Regions from separate parts of the Mus musculus genome. Here region 1 is linked to region 2. Evidence: chromatin contacts called from public promoter capture Hi-C data. All regions are on one chromosome and are shown on one strand. The core of a region is the stretch at or near the end of the contact, and the rest is flanking DNA. Distances in the headings are between cores, read along the strand shown. Region 1 has its middle 47 kb from the start of Gm39171. Region 2 holds the start of Acsl1 (acyl-CoA synthetase long-chain family member 1).

The links. Promoter capture Hi-C pulls out the DNA fragments that hold promoters and counts their contacts.
Region 1: a contact with region 2 is called in a promoter capture Hi-C map of hippocampal neurons, with 4 times the contacts expected there. The contact joins the enhancer-like site here to the promoter of Acsl1 in region 2. A contact is called at or near these places in 14 of 39 promoter capture datasets (the 3T3-L1 cell line, the C10 cell line, the HPC-7 cell line and 9 more) and 2 of 484 Hi-C or Micro-C datasets (the HPC-7 cell line and cranial neural crest).

Annotation. Positions count from the first base shown.
Region 1 is chr8:47,367,548-47,373,402 of GRCm38.p6, reverse strand. It overlaps a transcript of Stox2 not described here. Among named protein-coding and RNA genes, the nearest start is that of Gm39171, 47 kb to the right of the region's middle. Within about 2 kb of position 2,527, at least 38 of the 459 cell types and tissues checked have an H3K27ac peak or open chromatin away from gene starts, as enhancers often do. A contact at or near this core is called in hippocampal neurons, where this site is marked.
Region 2 is chr8:46,465,885-46,472,471 of GRCm38.p6, reverse strand. Acsl1 (acyl-CoA synthetase long-chain family member 1) reads right to left here and starts at 1,435. Exons shown (of 21, transcript NM_007981.4): 1 at 1,242-1,435. Gm31050 (a long non-coding RNA gene) reads left to right here and starts at 1,422. Exons shown (of 2, transcript XR_378936.3): 1 at 1,422-1,867; 2 at 1,973-2,481.

The DNA of each region.
Region 1 (5,855 bases), core at 1,278-3,777, 900 kb before region 2:
TTAAAAATAATAATTTTAGGATAAGTTCATGTTGTAGCAGATTCAAAGTTTCATTCATTCATTTGGTGGCTGAATAATATACTTCATTACATGATTACAATATACTTATGAATTTGTTGCTAATATTTACCTGGTTTAATTTTACCTGTGGCTATTGTAACTAGTGCTGTCATAAAATTAAGATATAGGGGCTGGAGAGATGGCTCAGCGGTTAAGAGCACTGACTGCTCTTCCAAAGGTCCTGAGTTCAATTCCCGGCAACCACATGATGGCTCACAACCATCCATAATGAGATCTGGCGCCCTCTTCTGGAGTGCCTGAAGATAGCTACAGTGTACTTACATATAATAAATAAATAAATAAATCCTTTAAAAAAGTAAAATACAAATACCTGTTTGATGTTTTAACTGATTGAGACAGGGTAGTAGTTACTGTGTAGCCTTGGCTAGCCTGGAACTCCCCATGCAGACTAGGCTGGCCTTGAATTCACAGAGATCTAGGGCTAAAGGCTTGTTGAGCCATCACACCTGTCAATATCTTCATTAAAACTTTTACTTTACATTATGAGATTAAATTAAATTTTGATCCTGCAGATCATACAAAATTAAAAGTAAAATAGAAAATCACTTTTCACATTTAGGTAAAACTTTTACATGAGTAAAACTACATACTAAATTTTGGGTCATTTTTATTTTAATATGATTTTTATGGTCATTGTAGTTATTAAAATGTTTTCAGCTGGGCGTGGTGACGCACGCCTTTAATCCCAGAACTCGGGAGGCAGAGGCAGGCGGATTTCTGAGTTTGAAGCCAGCCTGGTCTACAAAGTGAGTTCCAGGACAGCCAGAGGTATACAGAGAAACCCTGTCTCGAAAAAAAACTAAAAAAGAAAAAAAAATGTTTTCCGATGGCCCGGAATGATACATTTGTGTATGATAATTTGTTACATTTGTGTATAATTTGTTACATTTATGTATGGTAATTTGATTTATTACTCCCTTTTCCCTGTTACGGTTCTCCAAAGACATAGGATGTAGACTCAGTGCTATGCACCCTGTCTCCTACCCCCAAGAACATCCCCTCTACACATATTTCTCCTCCCCGGACACACAGGCACATACAGAGCGGGCCAAACTGGACAGGAAGACAAGCTGGAGATCGGGGCTGGAGATTCTGAAAGGTGCCTGCTGCCTGAGTTCCCATGGCCATCTATCCAAATCAGAGAGAGTAATCTGCTTTTCCCAGAGTCAACTGAGTGTTATTCTCATCTAAAACATACACAGTGGCATCTAGATGGATATTTGACCAGATGCCTGGTTACCATGGTTAGACAAATTGACTGAAAGGTTGTACCTACCGTTCTCCCAGGTTAAAAAGAAAAGAAAGAAAAGAAAAGAAAAGAGGAAAGGAAAGGAAAAAGGAAAGGAAAGGAAAGGAAAGGAAAGGAAAGGAAAGGAAAGGAAAGGAAAGGAAAGGAAAGGAAAGGAAAGGAAAGGAAAGGAAAGGAAAGGAGGAAAGAAAAGAAAGCACAACCTACACATGTCATAGCTCCTATAAGCCACTAGAGGGCACCATGACCATAGGAAATGGAAGGCATAGTGCCCACACTTTCTTTTAAGATAATCAAAGCCAGGGTAGAAACTCTGAGGGAAGCTTTCAAGTCTCTAATTTTTGTAGCTGGGAAAGTTGTGACCTTATGAAAGGCTACACTATGGGCTATGGAGGAAAACTGAAGTTCGGAGTTAGAACCATGACCTTTCACCTTGGCTTCTCGTGATTTCCACATAACGGCACACACTTTTGTTAGTGATCTCATGGCAATCATTTGCAATGCTGGGATTGTTTTGTTTGTTATAAGCTACATCTGAGAAAGAGGCCTCATCTTGTAAGAACAATGTAGGTGCAGAGTCTACAGAAGGAGTTACGGCAGGGCGGCTGCTCAGAGTTCCCACCCTTTGTTGGTATTGTGTCCAGAATAGTTTGGCTGAACACACAACACACTAAGGGTTTTCTTTGTTGGTTTCTTTTGTAAAACACTGGCTTCAAGTGACACCAGAGAGGCTTGCTGTGCACACAGTCTGGGTGCAAACATCTTTTCTTGGTGTGTGTGTGTGTGAGAGAGAGAGAGAACATATGTATGTGTGTTAGTTGCCAGGCAGTGTGTGTGGGGGTGTATTGAGTGAAAAGTGATGTCCCATGCAATAACATATATAATTTTTCTTTCATTTAAGAGTCAAGTCTAAATTTGAGAGCTCTAGCTCGTTAGTTCCAACAGGTGGATGAAGGGCTAATTTCTTTTGAGCATGCATGCATAATTTAAAATAAAAATTCTATATAACTTGGGAAAATACCATGTTTTGCCTTAAGTATCCGTCCTTTCTGGTTTTGTGGCAGCCCAGCCCCGTCTCCCTGTCCTAGACACCTTTCTCCAGGCTCTTTTCCTCTTCTTCGAGCTGCTGTCGCAGCCTTAGTCTCCCCACTAGGGGGCGAGCGAAGAAAGGCAGAACCAGGTCACAGGCCCGTTTGCTGCTCCAGGAAGAGCAAGCAGAGACTTACATAAGCGGGGTATTTGGGGCACTGTGTGGGGTGGCCATGTCCTGTACGTTGACTCTATAAAACTGTCAGGGATCCTCTCAGCTCAAAGGCTCCCACTGAAAATGATTAAAACACAAGATGCAACGGCAATGGGAATTTTAGTAGGATAAGCTTACCTCAGGGGCCAGATAACTCTCCTCGGTGCGATGAGTTTGCTATGGTTTGTCTGACTACAAGTACATGCTCAGGAACGTGGTTACTCAGTTCTGAGAGACCTCACAGCTGTGGATCCGTGAGTGTTTTCATCATCTTGGTATTGAGTGTCCTCTACCGCAAGTGCTAGGGACCAGAAATGGTTTTAGTTTTGGATGTCTTTGGACTTTGGTATATTTTAATAAACATAATGAGATATCTTGAGGACTGGACCCAAGTCTAAACAGGAAATTCACCTATGTTTCCTGTACTTGTATGTGTAGCCCGGAGATGATCTTAGATGGAATCTTTAGCGTGCTCTGTTTGGACGTTGATGCTTCAAGCTTCTCATGAGTCAGGTGTGGAGTCTTGGATGGGTGGCTTCTTTTCACCGTTCGAAAAGTTTTGCAATTTGGAACATTTCGGGTTTTATATTTTCGGACCTGAAATATTCAACTTGTGTAACAAGATGATCAGAACTATCTGTGGTCTGCCGGCCGCTCCTGCCTCGCCTCTCACATCCAGTCTACTTCTGCTTTTAAAACGAAGCTCATTTGGTTGCCAGGTCGCTCAGAGTCATCGACCACTGAGAATGACGGTTCTGAGTCCACTCGACATTCAGAAAAGGAGGCCGGGAAAACAACATCTTGGAGGCATTTGGGAATACATCCCAGGTGACTGGGGCAACTGGACTGTCCCAAGAACGCAGGGAGGAGGAACAATGAAAAGCACCCCCGGGTCACTTTTACCGTAGTGGGTACGGCAACTCTGCTCCTGTCGGGAAGACTTTAGTTTCCCAGGCAGTCATACAATCTGAAGGAGCCATTTCTATGGGAAAAATGAATGCTGGCTTTGCCTTCAGCCTGCTTTGCTGCGTGCTTGCCAGCGTCTGGCTTAGGTAATTAATTTCCTTATGTAATCCCCTGTTGGAGAAGTTAGATGGATAATGAAGCCACTTGATCCTTTCGTGCTCATTTACAAGACACAGTCATTTCTACCTAGCGCCCAGGTAATTCCCCGTTTCCTTAGCTGTTGCTGCCTCTCTTGACTTGAGCGTTTAGGAATCTGGGGTTGTTATAGGCGGCCTCGGGCAGGCGCCGAGCAAAACCGAGCCTCCCTGAGCATGCAGGATCGTTGCCTGGGCTGTATCGGCTTTCTAGTTCCTTGAGACATGACTGGACTAATTTTTCAGATGCTTTGAATGGAGTAGAGCAGACTGTTGCTTTGCTGTGAAGAGCAAACATGAAAACTCCCAACCTGAGAGTCAAGGCCTATCCATTTCCCTTTAATTACCTCCAGAAGTCCCTGTTAATGATTCAATAGTTATAAAAGTAAATTATAGGTGCTCTGGAACTCCGTTTGCAGTTTCTTTTGACTTTTGAACCGGCTACTGCCAGGCAAAGAGGTGTGAAGTGGTACAACAGTGGTCTGACTCGAATTGCTTGTAACTTTATAGATTTAATAAAGGTAGAGCAAGGCTGTGTCTAAACAGGGTCAGGCTGGCACGGAGGGAATTGCTTTAGGACAAAGAAAAAAAAAATCTTGGCTTCTTGTGGCATACCAAGCTGGGGGCGTTTTCCTATATTATGTTGCAAACTGCTCATCATCAGAGAGGCTCAACAAATGGGTCTGATAAGGTTCTCCGTCCATGGCCTGGTTTGTCCTGTATCACTGTGATGAACATCACGAGGCAGTGTAACTCACGGAGAAGGGGGTCCACTTGCCTTTTGTGTCCTGGTCATAGTCCATCACTGAAGGAAGTCAGGGCAGGAACTCAAGCAGGAGTGGGGACAAGAAGAGGCAGAGAGGAAAGCTAGCTTGCTCGCCAAGGCTTAGTTTGTTTTCTTACACAACTCAGGTCCACCTGCCCAGGGGTGGGACTGTGGACCAGGCCCTCCTCCATCAGTCAGGGGTGGTACTGTGGCCCAGGCCCTCCTCCATCAGTCAGGGAGGTACTGTGGACCAGGCCCTACACCATCAGTCAGGGGTGGTATTATCTCCAGTGGACCAGTCCTTCCCCATCAGTCAGGGGTTGCATTGTCTCCAGTGGACCAGGCCCCCCTCCATCAGTCAGGGGTGGTATTGTCTCCAGTGGACCAGTCCTTCCACCATCAGTCAGGGTGGTACTGTGAACCAGGCCTTCCTCCATCAGTCAGGGGTGGTACTGTGGACCAGGCCCTCCTCCATCAGTCAGGAGTGGTGTTGTCTCCAGTGGACCAGTCCTTCCACCATCAGTCAGGGAGGTACTGTGGACCAGGCCTTCCTCCATCAGTCAGGGGTGGTACTGTGGACCAGGCCCTACACCATCAGTCAGGGGTGGTATTATCTCCAGTGGACCAGTCCTTCCCCATCAGTCAGGGGTGGCATTGTCTCTAGTGGACCAGTCCTTCCACCATTAGTCAGGGTGGTACTATGGACCAGGCCTTCCTCCATCAGTCAGGGGTGGTACTGTGGACCAGGCCCTACACCATCAGTCAGGGGTAGCATTGTCTCCAGTGGACCAGGCCCTCCTCCATCAGTCAGGGGTGGCATTGTCTCCAGTGGACCAGGCCCTCCTCCATCAGTCATTAATTGAGAAAATGCCCACAGACACGCCCACAGGCCATTCCAATGGAGGCAATTCCTCATCTGAGGCTCCCTCTTCACACATGACTATGTGTCTAGGTGACAAAAACTAACTAGCCCAGTTCTGTTCTGTGTGGTTGTAAATACATAATGACTTCTTTCCAGTCATGGTTTCTGAAACACACTTGAGGTTGTTGTCACCACTTGTAGGTGAAATAGGTCACAGTGAGTTTCAAGATTTTGGGGGGTAGGCGGTGGAGAAAATCTTTTCTTGTGTTTGTTTTCTTCCTTCCTTTCTTCCTTCACTACTACTACTATGACTTCCTCCTCCTCCTCTTCCTCTTCCTCTTCCTCCTCCTCTTCCTCTTCCTCCTTATAGTTTTTCGAGACAGGGTTTCTCTGTGTAGCCTTGGCTGTCCTGGAACTCCCTACAGAGGTAGACCAGGCTGACCTTGAGCTCAAAAATCCACCCGCCTCTGCCTCCCAAGTGCTGGGATTAAAGGCACGAGCCACTATAGCCTTGTCCCTTCTTTGTTTTTTTCAAATACAATTTTATATGATAT
Region 2 (6,587 bases), core at 186-2,685:
AAGTGAATAAGGTGTGTTGCTTTTTTTCTTTTTTTTTTTTTTACCTTCTCCAGTCATATAATTTTAGCTCAAGATCTCAATGCAGACCTTTTACAAAGAACCAGCCTCCCACCACAAAGGGATTTCCTTCAGCTGAACTACAAGAAAAAACATCTCCCAGGATCCGGCCCTGTCTGTTTTCTGTTGTCACACCTCACCACATTGCTCCAAACCGATGGTTCCTTTCCGTTGCTCCCATTCTTAACCTTGCCCATTGCAGACCTTCAGTTCTTAACTTTGGTGAACTAGAAGGGTTTGGATGATTTCTGAGTTACGCTAATAATTTTCATTGGGCTAACCACAGATTACGTTTTGAAACGTGTATCCCAGAAACATAATCAAATGTCAAGTCCTTAAAGGGAAGACTAGAGATGGATACTCACAGTTCCAAGAGGAAGCATTTTCATAACGGCCATTCTTAACTAGGTTCCATAACCATGAGCTTGAGCGGTGTGGCAAGATGGTCTGTAAGCTCGGGCATAGTGCAGTGATTAGATGGAGCTGCCTTCTCTAGATTCTAATCCATGTGATCTTTTAAGTCCTGTATCAGCACTCGGGGTCTACGTTTCAAGGTGATAAATATCATTTTTGCTCCCTAATTTAAAAAAAAATTAAAAGCCAGATTGCCTTAAATCAATGACTCCATCACCACTGTGTGTAGTGGCTCTGGGAGCTCCTCTTGGAGACACCGCGAGAATTTCTACTTATGACATCGGGCTCTGAGCGCTGCTTCTGACCCTCCTCGAACGCTCGGCGCAGGGGCACGTCACAGAGCGGCACCGGGACAGTCCGTGTCCACGCGCGGTGAGTGCGCGCCTCACAATCCCCGCCTCTGGGGGTACGAGGGATGCGGTGGCGGAGACGCCAGGGTCCCCAGCAAGCAGGACCACCTCTCGGCACCTGAGCCGGGGAGGGAAGGTCCCAGCCGCCACACCAGCCAGGGACCGTGCAGAGAGGAACCTCTTGACTCCGCGGTGCACCAGCCCCGCGCGCGCACGGCCCGCGGGGGAACCCGGGCTCCGGCACCGGAAGCGGCGGCCGCCGGAGCGGCCCCAGAGCCTCCCGAAGCCGAGGGAAACGAGGCCGTGGAGCCCAGGCCGGAAAAGCGGAACGTCCCGCAGAGCCGCGGGGAGGTTCTCCCGTCTCGGCCCGGCTAGGGTCGCCTTGGCCGACTCGCGGCCCTTCGCGGCTGGCGCACTCACCTCCTCCGCTGCCCGGGCTGCTCCACAGGCGGCTGTCACTGCAATCCACGAACTGCCCCGCGCCGGGTTGCGATGCTATTTAAGGAGTCGCGGCCGCAGCTGCTCTCTTGGCTGCGCCACCGGCGTTGCAGCAGCAGCAGCAGGGCCGGGCGGCTGGTAGTGCGCGTGCCGTGCCACGCCGCCCCGCCCCGTCCGCAGGCTCCTCCCCGCCCCATCTCTTAGCGCGCCCACTCCCCCTCGCCAGCTCCTCCCCTCCTGTCGCACAGGTCGAGGCTGTCCCGCCCCATCACACCCACCGCTCCTCTCAGGTCCCGCCCCATCGGCGCCATTCCCGCCTCCCAAGCCCCGCCCTATCTGGGCTGATCCAAGCCCCTCAGACCCGCGGTGCCTCTCAGGCCACGCCCACCAGCTCCAGTCCTTCCCCTCCGGCCGCGCCTCCTCGGTCTTTTGCCCCGCCCCTTAAGGCCCAGTCCTCCTTCAGGTCCCGCCCAGTCCTGCTGACTCCGCCTCTCCCTCCAAAGCCGCAAGGTGGGCGTGGCCTCCCTCAGGTCCATGAGCATGGCTGTCAGCAAGCAAAAGCCACTAAGGTCACCCAAACTGCCCTCTAGTTTCACAACGAATCTGAGGTAGGGCAAAGGGTAAATCTGGAAGTCTCCTGAACCCTGATAATGTGATGCTATGGAATGTTGCAGGTGCCCTTTAGCTCTTCCATCCTTAACATTCTTCCACAGCTGACACCTTGGCATAGCCTCTCTGCTTGCTTCTCTGCTTGGAGGGACCACGGTAGCTGAAGAAGTCCCATCTTTCTTTAGCACAGATATACACGAACCCCTTTAATCCAGTTTCACCACGGTCCCCACACCAAGTTTCGCCACAGTCCTTGGCTAGGAATACAGGACTTCCGCAATATCCTGGCCATGAGGCATCTCTGGACAACCCAGGCCCCTGTGTGGTTCAAGTGAAAAGCAGACTTAGTCGTTGCTCAAGGACGGTGTCCACCTGCCAAGTTTTAAAGGCTTGTCTGCCCTGCTCAGCCTTGGCTCTGTAGACTTGACAAATCCCTTGGGAAAACCTTTTAAGGGCTACCAACGGCCAATGCAAGGCCAGTAGGATGGCTCACTGGGTTAAAGCCCATGCCTGTCACAAAGCCTGAAGTGCAATTCTCAATCCTCAGGACTGTGAGTTACCATGTGCGCATGTAACCCTTCTTCAAACGTCATTTTAAAAAATCTTAAAGATACCCCAAAGCTTTAAGATAATCTTTTAAAAGGTTAAATACTAGAGCCATCACTGTTGCTCAGTGTCCAGAACTGGTCAGTGTGGTTAAGGTAAGATGTAGATCATGCTAACATTTTGAATGGGAAAAAAAAAAGGTCAATATAATTGTTGCCAGGTTCACCTCATGCTATTGCATGAAGACAGTCATCCAGGTACAGGAGGGTTTGCTCCCAGCATTAGATGGAAGTCTTTCTAATATTGCCTTAAATTTGAGGGACAATTATTGCCAGAACACCTCTAATAACATATCATTTACTAGGTGACACTGTTAATCAACTATAATGTCCATAACCCTATGAGGTGGTACCACCTTTGGTCCTCTTCTGTAGAACAGGAAACTGAAGGGCAGAGTCAGGTATAAGAAAGGGCATGGCCGCCGGGCAGTGGTGGCGCACGCCTTTAATCCCAGCACTTGGAGGCAGAGGCAGGCAGATTTCTGAGTTTGAGGCCAACCTGGTCTACAGAGTGAGTTCCAGGACAGCCAGGGCTACACAGAGAAGCCCTGTCTCGGGGGAAAGAAAAGGGGGTGGGGGGGACCATTCTTAGAATTCAAGATCATCTGCTTCTAAACCATGGCCTTTATAACCACAGAGGCCTCCCCTACCCTCTTGGGAGATGATTCATTCCCTCTAGTCACAAGTATACTCAAGCTGACTCATCAAGGAATAAGGACTTTTCCTGGGTGTCTCTGGCCTTCCTCCTGTGGAGTCTGAGGCTCCTTGTCCAATGTTGGTGAGGCAATCCTCACACAAACAGCTGCCATATCAGCGCTGCTTAATCTAGGGGGGTCACAACCCCTTTGGGGAGGCGGGGGAGGGATTGAATGACCCTTTCTCAGGGGCCGCCTAAGACCATTGGAAAAACAGATATTTACAATTCATAGCAGTAGCAAAATTGTAGTTATGACACAGCAATGAAAATTTTATGGTTGGGGACCACCACAATATGAGGAGCTATATTAAAGCATGGCAGCATTAGGAAGGTTGAAAAACACTATAGCAACCGAGTCTTCTAGGTCCTTGAGATTACTATCTTCCAGGTCTATAAGACTTTATTGTCTATAAGGAGAAAGAGACTCCATTCATTTTCAGTTGACTACATCTTGGCTTCTTTGAGTCTCTCTTCACCTGCAATATTACTCATTTTTCTCCTCTCCTTTTTATTTTTTTGTTAACATAAATTCATTTATTGCAGGTTAGGTAAATCTTGAACAGTAATGCTCCTACTGGTCTTTGAGTTAGTCCCTTCAGTCTTCAGATGGCAGACCTGACTGAGACAGAAGATATATTGTAAAACCCAGGCCCCCTGCCAGCCACTGTTTACATGGACAAACCACGATGCCAGGTGCCAATGGCTTATCTTTTCACCTTGGTCTTGCCACAGAAGGAGCAAGTGTGTTTGGCATGCTTCCTCATTTTCAGGAGGAAGGCGCTATGGTGGGTCCCATATATCTCTGTGCATTTAGCCATGTCACTGGAAGCTAAGCCCATGCCTTATCTAATCTTCAGCCCAGGGCTACCTTAGGCATTTTCTAGGTTCTGTAGTACAATCCTTTTCTAGTACCATGCAACCACACACCAGAAATGAGGTGATTTCAAGAAAAGAAATATGTAGTCCCACTGTTTGGGTGACTTACAAGAGTGAGGTGTCAAGATTTGTTCCTGAGGTCTGCAAAGGAAAGGACTCTTCCAGGTCTCTCTTGGACTTGCAAACATCTGTCTTGGCCCCTTGCCTTTCTATGCCATACTCCCAGTGTCTCCTCCCCCAACCGTCCTTTCCAGTGTGTGGTCTAAATCTCTAAGGGGCACAGTCATATGCATGAGTGCCCAACCTAAGGCCCTAAATTTTAACTTGATAGTCTCCATTAAGATGTCATTCTCCAACACAGGAAGGGTTACCTGTTGGCAGTTGACAGGGAGCCTCTTGCCTCATCACATCCCACGGTAAGACATTCATCCCCAAGTTAGATATCTCAAGTTGGATCCAAGCCCTGTATCGTCATCAGTGTTCTATTGGTGTGAAGAGACACCATCACCATGGCAACTTTTAGAAAGGAAATCATTTAACTGGGGCTGGCTTATAGGTTCAGAGGTTTAGTCCATTGTCATCATGGCAGGAAACATAGAGGCAGGAAGGCAGACGTGGTGCCGGAGAGGTAGCTGAGAGTTCTGGATCAGTAGGCAGCAAGAAGAGAGAGATCCACTGGGCATGGCTTGAGCCCATAGGGGCATTCCTATTTAGACCTATTTAGATCCTGATGCAGGGATATTACATTTTGTAGAGCCAAGCATAGAGGAGTCAATTGGGAGATTTCTCTATGGAAGCTAGAGTCTCTTCTCTGTTGCTTAGCCTCTGTTCCATTTGACCTGATTTTTTAAAAAATGTGGCTAACTCCAGCTATACTCAAATCTGTATCTGTCTAAAAAAATCAACTGATCAGTCTTCTAGAAAAACTAGGCAGAGATTAAGTTCTCTGGGTGAAAAAAGACTGACTGGCAGGTTGGCAGTGGCCTCACGTCTAAAGTTTCATTACAGTCATCAACTGCAATGACGCTCCATACACACGGATCAACGGCTTTGGCATGGCACCACCCACAATGGGCTGGGCCCTCGCCCATCAATCAGTCATGAAAAATCAGATGGATCTCACAGAAGAATTCTTCTCAACTGATGTTTCCTCCTTTTGTCTAACACTAGCTTGTGTCAAGTTGACAGAAAACGATTCAGCACATTCATAAATCCTCGGAAGCTGTCCCAACTCTTCTCATGTCTCTATTAAGATATGGCATAGTATTTGTACTTGGTGGTAGTCAGTTGCTTAATTGGATATTTCTAGCCATTCATGTGTGATCAATGCCAATTAGTGGTGTGTGTGTGGGGGGGGGGGGTTGAGAATAAGAAGCACATACAGTTTTGGAAGAGTTCTGGAAGCCCCTTTAAGAAAATTGCAAATATAAAGTTGGACATAAAACTGAATATTTGCATGGAGACCACACATTTAAAGGGGCGCAACAAGTGAATATGAGTTGAGGCCTAGCCTCCAAAGCAAGTTCTAGGTCAGCCAAAGCTACATACTGGGACCCCTGTCTCATACCAAACAAAAATTTTTTAAAAATCAATCAAAAGTGAATACTTTTTTATTTATTATTATTTATTTCATTTACGTTTCCAATGCTATCCCAAAAGACCCCCACACCCTCTGACACCCACTCCCCCACCCACCCACTCCCACCTCTTGCCCCTGGCATTCCCCTGTACTGAGGCATACAAGGTCTGCATCACCAATGGGCCTCTCTTTCCACTGATGGCCGACCAGGCCATCCTCTGATACATATGCAGCTAGAGACACGAGATCTGGGGGGTACTGGTTAGTTCATATTGTTGTTCCACCTATAGGGTTGCAGATCCCCCCAGCTCCCTGGGTACTTCCTCTACCTCCTCCATTGGGGGCCCTGTGATCCATCCAATAGCTGACTGTGAGCATCCACTTCTGTGTTTGCTAGGCCCCGGCATAGTGTCACAAGAGACAGCTATATCAGGGTCTTTTCAGCAAAATCTTGCTAGTATATGCAATGGTGTCAGCATTTGGAGGCTGATTATGGGATGGATCCCTGGGTATGGCAGTTTCTAGATGGTCCATCCTTTCATCTCAGCTCCAAACTCTGTCTCTGTAGCTCCTTCCATGTGTGCCTTGCTCCCAATTCCAAGAAGGAGCAAAATATCCACACCTTGGTCTTCGTTCTTCCCGAGCTTCAGGTGTTTCACAAATTGTATCTTATATCTTGGGTATTCTAAGTTTCTGGGCTAATATCCACTTATCAGTGAGTACATATCATGTGAGTTCTTTTGTGATTGAGTTATCTCACTCAGGATGATGCCCTCCAGGTACATCCATTTGCCTAGGAATTTCATAAATTCATCCTTTTTAATAGCTGAGTAGTACTCCATTGTGTAAATGTACCACATTTTCTGTATCCATTCCTCTGTTGAGGGGCATCTGGGTTCTTTCCAGCTTCTGGCTATTATAAATAAGGCTGCTATGAAGATAGTGGAGCATGTTTCCTTCTT